Linked DNA regions of Sus scrofa: all the other regions are linked to region 3. The links are chromatin contacts, called in public HiChIP or PLAC-seq maps. All regions are on one chromosome and are shown on one strand. The core of a region is the stretch at or near the end of the contact, and the rest is flanking DNA. Distances in the headings are between cores, read along the strand shown.

What was found. HiChIP or PLAC-seq counts read pairs in DNA pulled down with a chosen protein or histone mark.
Region 1: a contact with region 3 is called in an H3K27ac HiChIP or PLAC-seq map of alveolar macrophages. The contact joins the promoter of PXK here to the promoter of KCTD6 in region 3. A contact is called at or near these places in 1 of 5 promoter capture datasets (fetal liver), 1 of 47 Hi-C or Micro-C datasets (skeletal muscle) and 1 of 2 datasets of contacts at active chromatin or transcription factors (alveolar macrophages).
Region 2: a contact with region 3 is called in an H3K27ac HiChIP or PLAC-seq map of alveolar macrophages. The contact joins the promoter of RPP14 here to the promoter of KCTD6 in region 3. A contact is called at or near these places in 1 of 5 promoter capture datasets (liver), 4 of 47 Hi-C or Micro-C datasets (heart right ventricle, liver and skeletal muscle) and 1 of 2 datasets of contacts at active chromatin or transcription factors (alveolar macrophages).

What each region holds. Positions count from the first base shown.
Region 1 is chr13:40,077,633-40,081,162 of Sscrofa11.1, reverse strand. It overlaps PXK (PX domain-containing protein kinase-like protein), which reads right to left and starts at 1,925. Exons shown (of 18, transcript XM_005669678.3): 1 at 1,333-1,925. The coding sequence starts at 1,434. RPP14 (ribonuclease P protein subunit p14) reads right to left here. Exons shown (of 6, transcript XM_021069098.1): 6 at 2,984-3,530. It overlaps LOC100515579 (hydroxyacyl-thioester dehydratase type 2, mitochondrial), which reads right to left. Exons shown (of 5, transcript XM_021069097.1): 5 at 2,984-3,530.
Region 2 is chr13:40,060,868-40,064,449 of Sscrofa11.1, reverse strand. RPP14 (ribonuclease P protein subunit p14) reads right to left here and starts at 2,272. Exons shown (of 6, transcript XM_021069098.1): 1 at 2,004-2,272. It overlaps LOC100515579 (hydroxyacyl-thioester dehydratase type 2, mitochondrial), which reads right to left and starts at 2,301. Exons shown (of 5, transcript XM_021069097.1): 1 at 2,004-2,301.
Region 3 is chr13:40,208,724-40,212,129 of Sscrofa11.1, reverse strand. KCTD6 (BTB/POZ domain-containing protein KCTD6) reads right to left here and starts at 1,633. Exons shown (of 3, transcript XM_005669685.3): 1 at 1,399-1,633.

The DNA of each region.
Region 1 (3,530 bases), core at 676-3,175, 130 kb after region 3:
CTATGCAGTGCCCTCTCCAAGTCTGAGGAACAGCATTAAAGATATGCACAATGAAAGAAAATGCACATTTAAGAAAAAGATCATTTTCCTAACTGGAAATGAACACTGAACAACCCAAGTCCTACAAAGCGTGGCTGTCAGAAGAGGAAACTGAGGTTCAAAAAAGTCCCACTTAAACACAACAGAATAAAAGGTCTCTTTGAAGTCATCAGAACAGCTTGAGCAAAAAGAGAAACAGAAGGCTATTGTGGGGCTTTAGCCTCCAGATGATGAACCCCAAACACACTGCAATGGTAAACAAACAAGCCTCTGAGCCGGAATCTGATTTGGTGACCTAACAAAACATTACAATTTAAGGAATCTCTCTCTCCCCATTCATTATTTCCCAAAGTCCCACTGGCTGGCAGCTTCTGGGTTTTTTGGTTGTTGTTGTGTTTTCCTTTGTTTGTTTTTTGCTGGTTTCTTGGTTTATTGCTTGTAAATTATAAAGCATAGTGTAATTTTCAAAAAAAAAAAAAAAAGGGAGAGGCAAATGAAAACAACCATGGTTTTAAAGACCCATAAAAAACACTATATGTAACAGAAATGAACTCTGTGTTTACTATGAGGGCCTATTAACTCCTTTATGCTTCTCCAGCGATTTTAAACTCAAATGAATACTACCACTGCCTACTAAAGAGCAATTTACAGGAGGGAAGGAACACATCCAAACACCTGCCTCAGCAGGACCCCAAACTGCCTCCCACATCATCTCCCTGCGCCCCGGCCAAGGAGCCGACATGCAAATGTGGCTTCAGACCTCAGCCACTCCTCTATCCCAACAAGTATGCTCTGAAGTCATACTTCCATTTGGGCCGGCACACTCTCATCCCCACCACTCAGACGCCCAGCTGAAAGGAGGGAAACTCAGCGGCCCCGGTGAGGAGATGGCTGGCAGAGGGCAGACATGGATGAGAGGGTCCTGAATGGTTTTCTTTACTCCGCGGCCGCAGATGGACCTGGGAATCCAACACCTCTCCCAACTCTGACTTCCTTTCTAGGGCACCCCCCCGAGGCCGTCTCACTCCTTGCCTCCACCCCCCCCCCACCCGGGGAGGGGGTGCTGTGGTTCCCACCCTCGACCCCTACGGACTTAAGCGGTCGCCTGGGCCCCGGGAACCCTGACCCTGAAACAACACCACGCCAGAGCCCTCTCGGCCTGGGTCGCCGACCCCTGCCCTGATGCCCTCCTTGACGACCCTGCCCAGCCCGCTGCCGGCCGCCCGCAGCCCTCCTGCGGCCCGGGACCGCCCCAAGCCGCCCGTCCGCCCGCCCTCCCGGCGGGCCGCGCACCGTGTGGGACTGCAGGCTCTGGCTCGCCTCAATGGCTGCTGTCAGCGGCACCGTGTCGTCCAGCAGCACCTTGCCGGCCGGCGGCTTCTCCATGAAGGCCATCCCGGGACGCCCGTCCGCCACCGCCTTGGGACCAGGGGCAGGAACCAGAGGCGCCGACTCCCGCCGCCGCTGGGTTCCGCCGCCGCCGCCGCTGTCAACACGCGCCGCCCCACGCGCCGCCGCCGCCTGCCCGGCCCGCGGGGTCCTAGCGCCGACCTTCTCGCTCTGCCGTGGCTGTCAACACTGGCCGCCCTTCACGCCGCCGCCTCCTGCGAGGTCCTAGCGCCAAGCCGTCTCATTTGCCACTGCCCTGACTCGAGCCTCCAAACTCCACGCAGCCACACCACAGACCTGGTGCCCTTAGCACCGGGCCTCAGACCTCAGGACAATTCACCCTAAGCCATCACCTCCAGAGGTCCTCTGATCTGAAGGCACTTCATTTGGGGCCCTGCTATCCAGGAAGCCTTAGGCCCCAAGATCCCCAAACCTCTCAATGATGGGGATTGTGAGGGCTTTTCTCACTAAGCCCTCAGAATTGGGCCCCAGAGTTGGAGCCCTAAGACTCCACCCTCAGACCCAAAGCTCTTTGAACTGGAGACGCTAAAAACTGGGCATTGGTCCAAGGAACTTCCAGCCTCTATCCTTAGTCCCAGCTTAGCTCAGCCCATAAGGCCTTCGAACTTGAGAACCCTCAACCTCTGACTCGGGATGGTCAGTCCCACCGTACTGCCTTCCAGAACCTAACCCAGAGCCAGAGAATTCTGCAATCAATTTCTCAGCCCCAAATTTGCCCCCAGTCAGCCTGAACCCACGGCCACAATCCTGGCCCACCCATTGTGCTCTTAGGCCAGGATAATGGAGTTAGACTTGGAATAAGATCTAGGGCTCCAGGATTTACCAGCTGTGTGATCTTGAATAAGTTACCCAATCTCTGAGCCCCAGCTCCCCACCTGCAAAATAGATAATACTTACATGGAAAAGCTGGTATGAAGAAAGTAGGATGGGAAGGTGTTCAGCACATAATAAAACCTCAAAACAATATTAGTTTCTTTCTTCCCCTATAGTTCAAAGAATAGAAGTTTCTTACTCAAATTTATCTTCCCTAAATTTTTACATTTCAGACAAGAGAACAGAATTTCTTGGGAGTTCCCACTGTGGTGGGGCAGAAACATATCCAACTAGTATAGTATCCATGAGGATTCGGGTTCAGTCCCTGCCCTCGCTCAGTGGGTCAGGGACTGGTGTTGCTGTGACCTGTGGTGTAGATTGCAGGCACGGATCAGATGCCACAATGCTATGGCTGTGGCATAGGCCAGCAGCTGAGGCTCTTCTTGGTAACCCTACCACCACCACCACAATTTGGCAAAGGCTTAAACAGTATCTAATGGGTACCCTCACCAGATCTCAGGCTTAATGGGATTGTTGGGCAACTCCAAGTGGCCAAGAAGCCATGACAGATTGACTTAGGAGCAAAGGCTCAGAAGAGAGATATGAAAAGGGAAACATGGAACTTCATGATTAAGTCCTAAAGTAATTAGACCTCTTCGTGCATTCTGTGTTTGTCCCAGTGTGTTTAAAAGCAGCAGTCTATTAAAACTACATAACACTTAGGGAGAAATCAACTTTTTATTACCATTTAAGGCAAATGAGTTACCTCATTATCAGAATCACAGAAACCAAAATTCTACTTTAATCATTACTCCTATTATGTGGGCTAACCAAGACAAGACTCTTCCTGCATTCTGCTGGTAGGAGCATAACTTGGTCCAACCTTTCCAAAAGGCATTTATGTGTTCAACAATTATTCACTGCGTACTTAACCATGAAATAGGCCCAGTGCTAGGACCTGAGATTTGACAACACGTATCAAGGATTTTGAAAATGTTCTCACGCAGTAGTCTCACCTCTAGAAGAGTATCCTAAGGAAATAATCAAAAATCGGTGCAAATACATAGCACTCAAGCATAAATACCTAACAACAGGGGACTGGACAAATCATGGTACAGTCATAAATAGAATATTTTGCAATGATAAAAAAAAATCGCATTATCAGGAAGGGGGTAAAAAATAAGATTATCAAAGGATAATGTTGGGAAATGTTGATAGAATAGTAAATAGAAAAAAGCAACACATGCATTTTATAATCCCAAGTTTTA
Region 2 (3,582 bases), core at 1,023-3,522, 150 kb after region 3:
TACATGACTGATTAAATGGTGGTAGCATTCAAGGGTGTCTCATTTCTCTTTTCTTTTTCCATCGCGCCCACAGCACATGTAGTTCCTGGGCCAGGGATCAAATCTGAGATGCAGCTACAGCAATGCTGGATCCTTGACCTACTTTGCCACAGTGGGAACTCTTGTTTCAGGACTGCAGTAGTTCACGGTGCTCCCTTCTCAATCACTACAATCTCCCCTGACTGGAAGGGCAGGGAGGACAGTATCCTCAATCATTTCATTCATTGCCTGGCACACAATAGGTGTTTATTAAACATTACTGATTGCCTTAGTGGAGGTGGCTGCCTGAGGTAGAGTGAGATTGGGCCTGGGGCTTAGGATGCCAATAACAAAGAAGACTTAAGGAGTATTCTGGAAATGGATAGTGGTTATAGTTGTACAACTATGTGACTATACTTCTTGCCAATGAAGTGTATATTTAGAAATAGTAAATTTTTCATTATGTTTATTTTATATTAAAAAAAAAACTGTAGGAGCAAGTGTTTATTGAGCAGTCACCTCTGACAGGCCTGGGTCTCAGAGTGACAGCACCGCCCTCTGCAGGTTGTCCTGAAACTAAAGGAGATGATGCCTGGGAAGCCCTCCCTACAGCCCAGTATATTCATTCACCAGGCTCACTGGGAAAATGTGAACACTTCTAAGTGGCTGTCATTATCATCATCTCTGAAGCCGGCCTTTTTGATGGCTGCAAGGATGCTCATTACCTTATCTATTAGCAGTAGATGTCCCTGCTTCCCTCCCTAATCTAACCGGGTGACCCTATTAAAACCTTAATAAGCCCCTTTCCTCAAGGCTTGAAGCCTTGAGTAAAGCCAAAGTCTTTACATCTAAGGTCCAACCTGATCTGTACCATTGCTTCCTCCCATCCCTCTGACCTCCTGTCCTACCACTCTCCTCTGCTCAGTCTCTTCTACCACACAGGCCTCCTAGCTCTTTCCCTCCCAGCTTTTCCATTCGCTGAAAATACTCTTCCTCCAGACAGCCACATGGTTCATTCCCTTGCCTCCTCCATAGCTTTACTCAATTTCACCCCTCAATGTGTTCCAGTGGCATTTCTATCTAATGTCACCCCCCCACGCCACTGCTCTATTTTTTCCTCAGAGCATACACCACTCTGTAGGTATACAGAACATAACTATGAAATCCACTTATTTTTTGGAGGGGTGGGGTGCGTTGGCGGCGAGGGGTTAGTTCTGGGGTCGAACCACCCCATAGCAGTGACAACACCAGATCCTTAACCCGCTGAGCCACCAGGAAACTCTGAAATTCTTTAATTCTCGTCTGCACTCCGCCCTGCTCCTCCCCCCTCCCACCCCGGCCTTACCAGAATGTACAATCCAAAGAGAAACAGGCATCTTTCCCTTGTTTTCTGCTGTTTCCCAGGAGGCTAAAACAGTGCATCACATACAGTAGGCACTCAGTATGTAATTACAGGACATAAACGATATAAAAATTTTAAAAAGCTCGGTCCTCTACTGTTTGGAGATTAAATTGTTAAGCTATCAGCCACTTAGGCTGGTGTTTTGTTTTATTTTGCTTTTTAGAGTTGCACCTAAAGCATATGGAGGTTCCAGGTTAGGGATCGAATGGAAGCTAGGGCTGCCAGCCTTACACCACAGCCACAGGAACGCAGTATCCTTAACCCACTCACTGAGCGAGGCCAGGGACCGAACCAGCAACATAATGGTTACTAGTCGGATTCGTTTCCACGCTGCCACAACAGTGGAACTCGACACCTGAACTGTTTTAAACAATAAGTAAAGCAGGCTAACTTTTTTCGATGACCGTCGGCGTCGACTGGGCGCCCACCTGGGGCCGAGTGCATGCCCCCTGCACATGTGGTCCCGTTCAGTCCTCCCGCCGCCCTCTGCAAAAAAGACCACGTTGTACAAAAGCCCAAGGAGATTCTCAGCACCGCCTCGCCTTCGGCCTGGGGCGCTGAGCGACCTGAGCTGTATAGGTACCTCAGGCGTCTCCGCGCTGCCTGCCGTCGCTCCCGCCTTGCGCGTGCCTTCCTGGCGCGCGCATCCACGCGTCACTAGCGCGGCCAACTAAGTCCACTGCCGGAAAACAGCCACGCTACTACGTACTTCCGTCTACCTGCTCTCCGAGAGATTAGCCTGACTCCTATTCACTGCAAGAATCCCTCAAGGCTTGGAACCTCTCGGCAAAGGCTGGAGCCTAAGCACGAACTAGAAAACTCCGGGGTCTTTACGTTTGGCTTCTGTCTGCCCCGACCCCGGATGCGTGACGGCTCGGGCGGATATGACGTCACAGCGCGGCGTTTTCCCGAAGGACCCGGGCGTGACTCGGGATCTGAAGCTCGCCAGGCTTAGCGCCCTCTCGTGCCCACTCAGCCTCTGGTGCGGCAAGCCGTGTGTGACTGAGGGCGTATTCAGACTGAGAGCTTTTTTCTTAGTCATTCATTTACTCAGGTATTCATTCGTTCAGAAAAATTGTATCTAGCATTTCTTCTGCTGAGCATCTCCTATGTAAAGTATTCCCCAAGGGCAAGACCCGTTCTCAGTGTCTCTTTTGGCTCATAGCACATAGTTTTTCTGTCTGGATTGACATGAAAAGTCCCAGATAGCCCTATTTCCAAATCTAAGACAATAGTTTCATTTATTCGTTTATTAAATAAGTACTTACTGAGCCCGTATTATGTGCTAGATGTTGGAAACAAAAGATAGGGCACTTGTATTCATGAAATAAACAAAACCCCATACAGTGTGGATTAATAATAATAGTAGTATTAATAGCTAATATTAATCAAATGCTTACGTATGCCAGGCACTATTAGCCTTTCAAGCGGCAAGCAGTCGAACTTAGGTTCGGTGGTAACAGCCTCCTCCAGTTAGACATGTGTCTGTGTCTAGGTATGCACATACATACATAGACACATAAGTATAATGTCTAGATGGGTCCCAAGGGGACTGATGGAGGAAGGATTGGGCTGTGTGGAGGGTGTAAGAGATCCTCACATTGTTTCAGCATTCGTTTTTGTTTGATTTCTTTTAAAGTGATAGGGCATCATTTTTATAATACTGATAGTAAGTAAAATTTAGGCTCCCAAGAGGGAGTCTTGGACCATACCCTTCTGCATGCCTCTCCTTTCACATGGAAGAATAGACTTCCTTAAGATGTCACCTCCCACCCCCATCTGCCAAGGTTGGAGAGAGGAGGTAGAAAATGCAGACTCAGGAGTTCCCGTCGTGGCGCAGTGGTTAACGAATCCTACTAGGAACGATGAGGTTGCGGGTTCGGTCCCTGCCCTTGCTCAGTGGGTTAAGGATCCGGCGTTGCCGTGAGCTGTGGTGTAGGTTGCAGACACGGCTCGGATCCCGCCTTGCTGTGGCTCTGGCGTAGGCCGGTGGCTACAGCTCCGATTCAACCCCTAGCCTGGGAACCTCCATATGCCGCAGGAGCGGCCCAAGAAATAGCAACAACAACAACAACAAAAGACAAAAAGACAAAAAAAAAAAAAAAAAAAAGAAAATGCAGACTCACTGTCCCTTATCTGCAATTCTAAAATCGAAGAAAAAT
Region 3 (3,406 bases), core at 384-2,883:
GAACAACAGGTAAATGGGAGTATCTGGCTTTGAGAGATCATCAGACATCTGAGCCCTTGAACACAGAAGGAACTTCTCTAAAGCATGACTCAGGATTATCCACAAGGCAAAGCCAAATCCAAATAAACATGTGTATTCCATTTTAAAAAGACTCCAAATATCAAAATCCAAGACACACTGAGAGATTCATAGAAGGATTCACCCAAGAATTCCTTTACACAGTAATGCTTTAGTTAAAATATGATTTATGAAAATTCAAATCACACAAACATTAAAAATGGCTGTCCTGACCACTCAATTCCTAATTATCTGTGGCATTACACAAGATGAAGCATTAGTATGGCCTGACAGTTCCCAACCAAAGAGCAAGTTCTCCCAACATGACAGCCATGAAGGCAAAAAGATTTTTCTTTTCCTAGCTACACATCTGTTCATTTGAAAACATCTCAATCCTGGGCTCAGTCCTGTGCTAAAGGCTGTCCCCTAGAATCTTTCCTATCTTGGGATCATTCATGTACTTGGGCATTTGTGACAGCAAGAAAATCAACATGCCAAGAGAAGAGGAAACAGGAAGGGGCAACTAGGCTTCCCCAAATATTCTTAGCCAAACTAGGTCACTTCGGGTCTCTTGGCCCCTCAAATCTCTTCTATTACAAACCCCTAAAATTGGATTTATCAACTTGTTATAGAACAGCTATATGTGAACAGCAACATAACTTCAGCAGAACATCCAAACAAGATCTCTGTTTCATTTGCGCGTCACCACCCCCCGCCCCGACACAGCCTCCGACAGCCTGGCAGGTGCTTCAGGGGCTCCCCATTAACGCGGCCATTTATCACCTCTGACAAGCAGCATTAAAAATGCCCTGACACATACAAATCTCAGCCTAAAGAACTCAGCTGCGGTCAGAGTGTCTCTTTGGGGCAGAAAATCCCCAAATGTCTTTAAATTAAGACAAATAGGGGCGAATAAGCACCACCCCCAAAACAACCATTTTCGAGCAAACCTCGAGGTGCCCCCGAGCGGGCCAGATTGCACTTTGCCCGCAGGCGGAGCCCCCAGTCCCGACCCGGCCCTGGCGAGGGATAGGAGACGCTCAGGGCCCGGGCAGAGGGCGCGCACCGGAGCCCCGAACCCGGGTCCGCCGAACCCGCAAGTTCCCGCCCGGCGGGCTCCGGAACCTCCGCACAAGGCCGGCCCCTCGGCCGCGGACAGCCCGCCGCGGGCTCGTGCCAGCCCCGGAGCGCGCCGCCCGGGCTCCCAGCGGTCCCCTCAGCAGGGCCCCGCCACCGCCCGGCTTCCCTTCAACCTCCCTCCCCCGGCCGCTTCGCACGGGCTTCTAGTGCCCAGCCCTCCCGAGCCCCGGGCCCCCAAGCCGTGGGCCCGCCCCTACTCACTGCGCGGCGGCGGCGGCGGCGGCGGCGGCGGCGGCGGCAGCTGCCGGGCCGGGAGACGCCGGCGGCCGGAGAGTGAGACCGCGAGGACGAGCGAGCCCGCTCCCGGAGGCGGCGGTGGCGGCGGCGGCGGCAGACGGGACGACTGAGCCCGCGCCCGGAGTTGCGGCTCCAGCCGCCCGGAGCGGACGGCGCCTCCCCAGTAGAAACGCGGCGCCGCGAGCGAGAGCGCCCCCTGACGGCGGCGCGGGCGGGTGGCCGGAGGGCCGAGCGGCCAGTGGAACTCAACCAGGCGTAGCCTGGGCTGCTTGGTTAGGCCTGCTCCGCCGCAGCCCCAAAGCCCCGCCCTGACGCCCCAGAGGCTCCGCCCGAGACTCTCCGCGTCCCGCCCAGAATCCGCCCTAGGTCCCGCCTCCGCCGGCAGTTTGGAATCAGCCCAGCCCAGGGCAGTCTTCCCAGTGTTCTCAGGCCTAGGATACCCACAGCTGTTTCTTCTGTCATTTAACCAACACGTATGGGGCCCTGCCCATGTGCCAGGCCTGTGGGGAGAGCGGCCACCAAGAGGCAGGGACGTCCTAAAGAGAAAAGACCCAAGGAAACAGCCAGTAGATAAAACAATGACAAGCTATGATCATTATGTATTGGGAGGTACATGATCAGAAGAATTAGATGGAGATATAAGCGGAGGGGGCCTCTGCTTCAGGTGCGGTGGCTAAGGAAGACCCGGACTGTGACCAGAGCACCTCTGGGCCTTGCGTTCTGTGGGATTGGTAGTAAAGTCACTTATCCAGCCTGGTGGGCACAATAGGGAAAGGCAGCCAAGCCTGAAGGGTCAACGTGGGAGGCCAGGGGGGTAGAAGGGCAGAGGTGACTTCAGCAGAGAAAACGACCAATGCCAGGGCTCCGAGGGCTGAAAGAGCTGTCCTTAGATGACCCTGGCGCTGGAACAGCCCTCATTTCACCATGAAGGAAGCCAAGGCTGCAGAGAGGGGGCCATTACCTAAAGTTTCAGAGCTAAGTGATCTCCAAGCATAGCCTCCAAATTCCATTCGGTTCCTGCTAACCAGATCTCCATCCCTTTCCAGGTGAGACCAGGTATGCAATGTTGGTTTTTTCCATTTCCCCTTCACCAGGATAACTACTTGCCTTGGAAACTCACCTGTACTTTATGTCTGCCTATGCATCAGCTGTCTCTGGGGTTTAATTTTATCTGCATCATCATCACAGTCATATCTTATATTTAGGTTTTCTCTGAAAACTCAAATCAATAGACTAAATAAATGACATATGCTTCATCAACATAATTGAGTGCTACATTATCATACTGAAAAAGACTACGTGAGGATACAGGTAAATGTGTGTGAAATAAGCAGTATACAACATGGTATACATGGCATAATCCTAATTTTATTTTTTAAAATGTAAATATATGTAGAGAAAAATTTTGAAAGCTACACCGAATCATTAACCATAGTTCTAGGCAGTAGGATGGGAATATTAGTCATTTATTACTTCTAAATGTTCTTCTGAATTTTTTGTGTTTTCTAGAATGCATGGATATGGAATTTATAATCAGAAAAATAAATGAGTTTTATCTTTTACAAAGGAAAGATAATGCTGAAATTACCCAACACTCAGATCTCCAGGATTTGGTGCCAATGAAAATCCAAAACTGCCCCTGGCTTACTGGTGTCTTTGGAAGAATCATTTCCCTTCTTGGGGCTTCTATTTCCTCAACTAAAAACTGAGAGGAATTAACTTTATCAGTGGTTTTCTCAGAAGGATTCCTGGAGTTCCCTTCATGGCTCAGTGGTTAACGAATCCAACTAGGATCCATGAGGTTATGGGTTGGATCCCTGGCCTTGCTCAGCGGGTTAAGGATCTGGCGTTGCCATGAGCTGTGGTGTAGGTCGCAGACATGGCTCAGATCCTGCGTTGCTGTGGCTGTGGTGTAGGCTCGCAGCTACAGCTCTGATTCAACCCCTAGCCTGGGAACCTCCATATGCTGCAG